Regions from separate parts of the Mus musculus genome. Here region 1 is linked to region 2. Evidence: chromatin contacts called from public Hi-C data. All regions are on one chromosome and are shown on one strand. Each heading gives the region's core, a stretch centred on a gene start, on an enhancer-like site or on the middle of the called end of the contact. The rest is flanking DNA. Distances are from core to core; before and after follow the strand shown.

What was found. A called contact is a pair of places that touch in the nucleus more often than the background predicts.
Region 1: a contact with region 2 is called in a Hi-C map of cortical neurons, with 2.1 times the contacts expected there. The contact joins two enhancer-like sites. A contact is called at or near these places in 4 of 484 Hi-C or Micro-C datasets (cortical neurons, cumulus cells, embryonic fibroblasts and 1 more).

Annotation. Positions count from the first base shown.
Region 1 is chr11:25,854,429-25,857,948 of GRCm38.p6, reverse strand. All of the region lies in intron 2 of 5730522E02Rik (RIKEN cDNA 5730522E02 gene), which reads left to right. Among named protein-coding and RNA genes, the nearest start is that of Gm51856, 73 kb to the right of the region's middle. Within about 2 kb of position 2,023, at least 26 of the 459 cell types and tissues checked have an H3K27ac peak or open chromatin away from gene starts, as enhancers often do. A contact at or near this core is called in cortical neurons, where this site is marked.
Region 2 is chr11:25,735,519-25,739,276 of GRCm38.p6, reverse strand. The region is part of intron 2 of 5730522E02Rik (RIKEN cDNA 5730522E02 gene); the gene reads left to right. Among named protein-coding and RNA genes, the nearest start is that of Gm51856, 46 kb to the left of the region's middle. Within about 2 kb of position 1,871, at least 10 of the 459 cell types and tissues checked have an H3K27ac peak or open chromatin away from gene starts, as enhancers often do. A contact at or near this core is called in cortical neurons, where this site is marked.

The DNA.
Region 1 (3,520 bases), core at 774-3,273, 120 kb before region 2:
TTGCAGGGTACAAGATTTGACTCCTATAGAGCCTACAAGGCCAGTTGTTGGGCTGTAGCATTTGATTACAATATAGATTAATAATGTGTCCATCACAGATACATCATGCACTAAGAGATAAAGAACATCTGATACTGAGAAATAAAATCTGCCTTCGGTAAATTACATAGAAAAATTACACAGTACATTTAAATTACCATTTGCTTAGCAACGTGCCCTTGTAGCCATTCCAGTGGGGCTATAAAATGATCGATTTACTTTAATTTTCTACTGAATCCTAAAAAAAAAAAAATAAAAAATGGCTATCAGTAACCTATCCCTTCATCATAGCATGCTGATTCACTCTGTGTATTAAATTTACTGGCAAGAAGCAAGACGTTAACAAAAAGTAACAGATAATGTGAACATTTCATGCATAATCTGTAATATGAGATATGTATTAATAGGGAAATTATGATGCATTCAATTATTCTGAAATGCCTTCCAGAGATGTTTTGATTTGGCTGCGCTGGGATAGTAGCAGCACAGCAGGGAGCGTCTCAAGTGATGAATAACCTAATCTCCTAATCTCAAAATGGGCACTGTTCACAGCTAGCCAGGGAGAGGCTAGTGGGAGAAACTGCACTTTGCAGGCACTGCCACTAAGATGAATCTAGCAAAAATAACGATTCTTACAACAACAACAACAACAACAACAGAAGCAGCAGCAGCAACAACAGCAACAACAACACAGCCAGCAGTGCATCTTGCCTCCTTGCAACCTAGCCTTCTCAAAATTAAGAAACGAAATGCACATTTGTAATGAGCACTCTTTCGTCCCTTGTGGTTGCTCCAGTCTATATTCTGAGTGGCACCTCTCCACTCTCCACTGCAAAACTTAGAAGACAAAAGGCTATAAAAAACGATGGCACTCACATTAGTGCTGTTAGGACTTGGGTGTTTATGAGACATTATGCATGCACAAGAACCCGTACTAATTTGCCACGTTTCGTGCACACCTGGGATGATCTTTTCCACGTACACATTTGTTCTCCCCTCTCCCCAATGTCTGAAGAAAGCCCATCACAAGAAACTGTTCATTTTCTAGCGTAAGCCCTGGGCTCTATAAGACTTCCTGGGTGTAATTAAGCGGCTGCGTTTACTTCTTGGTGTGGGGAACAATGGTCTGACTCCTTGAAGAGGTCAAGCGGGATTTATTTTATTGTGTACAGAGTCGGAGCAGTGGAGGATGTGTCATCACAGTACGTGGACATTCCTTTGCCATTTCTGTGCACACATCCATCCATCCCCAATGTCAGGTCTAGATTGTAAATTAATTTTTCCTCTCTGATTTACTCCTTTCTGGAGATCATTGCTACAATACTATTAGGTAATACTCTGCTGCAAGGAAAATAAGTCCCGAGAAAAATATGCAGTGTGTGTATGCCTTCCCCCGCCCTCAAATTACTTGATTGCAGCAGGTTCACTTTTTGATTAATGCAATTTTGCATAAGGTAATATGACACGAGTGTATTGCTTTTCAGTAATTATTCAGTGGAGTTAATATGGCAGACTTCTTGAAGAAAAATTAGTACCATGGCGTCTCATTTCTCTAAATCCCCAGCACTGTTCAGTAGGGTAACAATAATAATTATGTATAAATAAATAAATTTCTTTTATCAATGTTCACTTGGATCGGAAACAACGGGCAGCTTCCTCCCCAACCAGAGCTCTAGCGGCTATACTTTTTAATTAGCAGTGTTCCAAGGGGCAGGGATGAGTCCAAGCGCAGCTTTGTCATGCTGCAGTTTGGGAGACTGACACAGTGGTTTTTATAACAAGGATCTTTGCAGTCTAATCATCGTGTGAAATTATGTGCGCATGTTGCCTTTCTCTTTCCCGGCTACCTTTGGATTAGAGCCTAAAACCAAGAAGCAAAGGCAGTAGACTGCTCTTGCAAAGCAGCCTGCTCTCCTTTAGGTCTGGTTTCATGTGAGCAACACTTCAACCCGGCAAGACACTGTTCTGTTTAACTAGCCCTTGCTCACGGGTCCCAAGCCTGCTATTACATTTCCTTGCCCGTGATACATGCTTCACAGTGCGCTCTTCTCGCTAATCATGGTTTAGCAAACAAGGAAGGAGAGGGCCCCATTTTATGAAACTTTCTGATGAGTGATGTTCAGTTTATTTCAGTCTTTAGTGTACTAGAATGTACAATTGCTCTAAAGATAAATAAAAGATTCAGCCGAGTGCCACTGGAGAGCCGCGCAGCATGTCTCTGGCATGGCTTGAGACTTATCTGATTTGGATTTGTATACCTCATGGGGAATGGCAAAATATTGGAACAGACGGCTTGATATTTCCGAAGAATATAGTGGGCTTTATTAGCACCAGTTTCACTCCCTGACTGACGGCTTTTTCAAATTTTTTATCTTATTAATCCGTGCTACTGTATGTAAATGTTATTCCTCTCTGCATAAGGGAGGCAACCAGCGATTTGTAATAAATGCCTATGAGTGCCTGAGGCTACACTTAAACTTTAAAACATCTATTATTAAGTTGCAAAAAACCACTGTAATGGCCAATAGTGACCTCACAGGAATTTTAAACTGTGGTCTGCTCTTCTGCATTAAAAACAAAACAAAAAAAAAATTGCCTCCAGTTAGAATTATGAGCAACGCTATTTTAACAGCTGCATTTTGATTATTAAAGTGTGTTTTACAACTGAATTACAATGCTTTTATGGACTCTAGGTATAAGATTTTAAAAGGTCATTAAACATAGTCGGGTTTTGTCACAGTGGGTGTCACTGTGTACAATGGACACTACACAATCTATTTTATGTCACCACACTTAGGATTTCAAATAGGATTCAAGAACATTGTAGTTTGTTTAACCATTTAGATGGCTACAGACCTCTCAAAGACAGTGACAGTTTGCAGTTGGAGATGACTACTTCCATTATTATTTTATTAATTTGACAAGAAGTCCTACAGATTTTCAGTGTATCACTGATCCATTTGTCCCAGAAATAATTAAAATCGCAGCCTGGAGCAACAGACAACAGATCCACTCTGGCAAATTAATGTTCAAAAATACATCACTTGTACTGTAGCCAACTCTTTAGTCCTGTGACACTTGTCCATTTTCTCCCTCTGATCATATGTGGGCTCGGTGACAATAGATATTGACCTCAAGTGTAGATTTTCCAAATGCAGGGTCTTACACGCATTGATCCATTATGTCGTGTGCTGGATACTGTATGCAATGTTTACATCTCTAGACACAGAATCCAGAATGGAGTTGCAGAGATTTCTCAGGACCCCCACAGGCAGCTCAGCAAAGCAGCAAACATGAACTTCAGTTTGCCTGGACCCTGCCCGCTAAGCTACTTCCCTGTCAATTTTTAATTTTCTTTTCATTAATTTAGCATCATTGTATGCCTATGCTGGAGTCTGTGCCATTGGTGGCACTGGTTTCTGGGCGCCTGCTTGTCGATGGGGACATGGGGATGGGGTGTGATAAGGAACACAGAATCCTC
Region 2 (3,758 bases), core at 622-3,121:
TTCCCTAGGAAGCTGTGGCATCATGGTATAGCATGAAGTCATAACTTATTTCTCCGGAGAGGGAAGGTCTGTAATGTGAACTCCTATCACTTAATTAATGTTGCCTATAGAAGTCACACATTTCAGTTGTTGACAATAGGTAGAGCAGTGTACCAGCCCATCACTGAAGTGGCTTCTCCCTGCTGGAGAAAAAGCATATTCTCACAGGGGTTCTTAGGCTGCTCTTTAATTGCAGTGATGCTGTTATTTCTCATAATGCCTAATTGTGGCATGGATTAATAATGTGCCTGTGGCCGATAATACAACACAGCCCACTATGATTTCCATCAGCCATATTTCCCCTTCTTGCTTTATTGTCTTGTAGACAACCCTTTTCTTCCAAGGAGCCACTTTTACTTTAGTAACTTGGGACTTGGGGAGGGGAGTTGAATTTTAGTAGGAAGATACAGGTTACTTCTAGAAATATAGAAGCATAATTATGTAACATGGTGCTGAAATAAGTTACGGTATTAAGAATACAGAAATGGAAGCCAGAAGACGAGCTTGCCCATCTGACTTACCAAGTAGTTGTGCAATGTAACAACTCACTTAACATTTCAGGGCCTCACCTTTCTCTTCCGTAAAATGACAGAATTTGATTAAATCAATTCTGAAGTCCCCTCTGGTCATAAAATTATAGGAATCTAAGTTAATTGAAAATTGATGGTACAATTTAGGAGGAAGCTTTCTGAGTATAGAACTTCTAGAAGACATGCTTTTAATTCTTCTCTAACGCAGAAATTAGAGCAAATAACCCAAGAGCTGGAGCAGTGAAGGGCCAAAGCTTCCAATGTGTGAGAAGATAATTTTGTTTTTATACTGTACCCCTGGCCACTGTTTCTGAAAAAAAAAATAGAATGTGATTATCTTTGACCTTAGGCTAAATTGGCATTCCTTATATTGCATAAGATACAATAATGCTGATTGGTGTGTAGTATAGTATACATGTCACACAGACATAATTCTGGTGTGTACATGTGTTACAGCACACACTTTACACAAATATAGCAATGGTGATGAAGTTCCTATAGTCCACAGTCCACAGATGAAACTAATATATATGTATGTTATATTATATATATATATATATACATACATACACACACACACACACACACACACACACACACACACACATATATATATATATATATATATATATATATCACTCATAGTAATAATGCTTATGTGTCTTGGACACACAACACAGATGTAATAATGCTGCTCTCGATGAAACTGAAGACCCATCTCATTCTGTTAGAATATTCTTCCATATACATGAAGAAAAACACAGAGCAGTCAAGTGGCCACACCTCATTCTGCCATAAATGTAACAATTCAGAGGCGTTACAAACCCATCTAACTGCAGTCATACAGTATAAGTTGAACTGAAGCAAGGGTTTTACAGGAGAGAAGCTTCCGTACTTTTCTCTATGCAGCCACCATGGAATTCAGCCTGTGCCTCCAGCCCTGTGATTTGAGGAATTAAAGCAATTTTAGGAGGAGATGTCAAGACCTTTCTTGTTTCTGCAAAGCCATCTTAATCATGCCTGCCTTTTTTCTTCAGGTTGATTTACATAACAGCATGACATTTCATCATTAAGGAAGCAGGTCCCAATCTTCCATGTCTTTTTCTTGGCTTGTCTGGCAAGCAGTTCTCTTTTGCAAGCTATGAAATCCTTAAGGAGGACTTCCTGGCAAGGGAAAAATCCTCAGTCATCCAACAGTCTCTCACTTTTCTATTTTAAATCTTGGCCATGCACATATGGTTGGGCATGTGTGTCTAAAAATTTCTTCTACATTGACTAACTTGAGCTATTTAATAGATTGTGCTGGCCGTGGGCTCCGCAGCAAATCCTGTGATGCTCATCTCCCTCCCTTGGGAAGCAGGAGAAGGCCGCACACATTTGTTTTTGTGCTGTTCTTGTAATCTCTCTCCCTTGCCCTGTTAGAGCATGGAAGTTAATGCGCGCTTCTTTGCCCATTTTCTTGCAATTAACAATGTCCCCGCTCTCCTCCTTCCTGCTGGAAAGAGAGATCCCTAAATACCTTGCTTAATGTCCCAGCCACTCCACCTTCCCTGGGGCTTTGCTGGGGTGTTCTAACTAATTTCTAAGGACAAGAGTGCTGGATGCCATTTCTACCCTTCACTCTGTAAGGCTTGATGGTGTGTGCATGTGTGTGTGTGTGTGTGTGTGTGCGTGCGCGCGCGTGCATGTGCACATTCAAAATGTGACTCAATCCAACCTCAACTTGTTTCTAAAACTTGGAACATCTTAACTTCCAACAGTCTAAAGCACAGGCCTGGGTCCTATTAGGTCCTCAGAAGTAGTACTTAAAATGAATGTGAAGACAAGGCTGCCTTCTGGCAAATTTGCTCCCCCTTTCAGGTTGTGGTGAATTGGGCCCAAAGGACATGGGGAGATGGGGGAAGCATGCACCCTTAGCTGATCTCCAGCTGTGTCTCCTTCAGGCATAAAGCCCAAACCCTACAGTTTTCCCAGCAATTGAACAACTCAGAGAAACTGGCTAAATCATACCCTGTGATGCAAAAAAAATGTTTACCCTGCCAGAAGGTGAACTATACTAACTTCCCAGAGGAAGTCACTCCCCAAGAAGACACAGAACAGCAATAATAAAAACAGCAAGATAATAATCATAGGATCATGGAGATGTTTGTCACAGAGTGCTGTACAAGTTTGCAAAGGCTCCCTTGTCCAGAAGTGACCCGTGTGGTTAGAATCTGAGACCATATTGTCTGGCAGGATCTTAACACTCTCGCTGCTGTTGCAGTGTGACATTATCTTCCTGCTGGAATGGCCCCAGAAACCTTCTTTTTTGTTGAACATTAAGCATGTCCCTTTAAGTTTATTACAATCAGGATGAAGGAATAAAAACCACATGGCTTACATTCAGTAGATCTTCCTCCTCACCAAGAGGACCAGCCCTCAGGTAAAAATGTCAGAAGGGTGTGAGGTAGATGGGGATACTGGGATACTGGGATGCCTTACAGCACACATTGCTTCAAATGTTATACAAAATAATACTGCTACAATAACTGGAAAGAATGTGTGTTTTTTTAGACTCCAGACAAAGAGAAGAGTAAGCATTCATTAAAAGTGCATCTGCATTTTTAACTTTCTCTTTCTAGAAATCACATCAACATGAGATTACATGTACATCTGAATGTCTCGCAAACATGTAGCAACCTAATGGTGATCTTTCCAATGTCACGAGTGCCCCCTCCTTTAGTGGGGTGCTTATATGTCTAAAGGTACCAGGTTACCCTGATTCCAAGAGCTCTGTTTCTTTAAAACTGTGCTTCCTGGCACCACTTTGTAATTAAGTGCTCTCTTCAGCCTGTGCTTTCTGAGAAGTGGTTTTCTTACTCCAGCCTGTGGCCTCCATGTTCCTTCATCTTCAGTTCTCTTTGTTCTTTGAGCATAATTCACTCGGATCTGGGTTTATTACTCACCAAACCCAGATAATCTGCTCAAGGGCATCAGCACCAAGAGCCTCAACAACAATGGGGATCATGTGGGCGTGGCCAACTTGCTTTCCCAAGAGCTGCCTCTCTGCTGTCTTCTGACTCCCTCCAAATCGGGTTGAGTCCCACTGAAGATTTTCCAATACACTGCTTGGAGTTTGTTTGTGAAGAAGAGTTGGTAAGTGTGAGTGGTCCCGAGTGCACCCTAGCTCACAGCCAAGGTTCATGACAT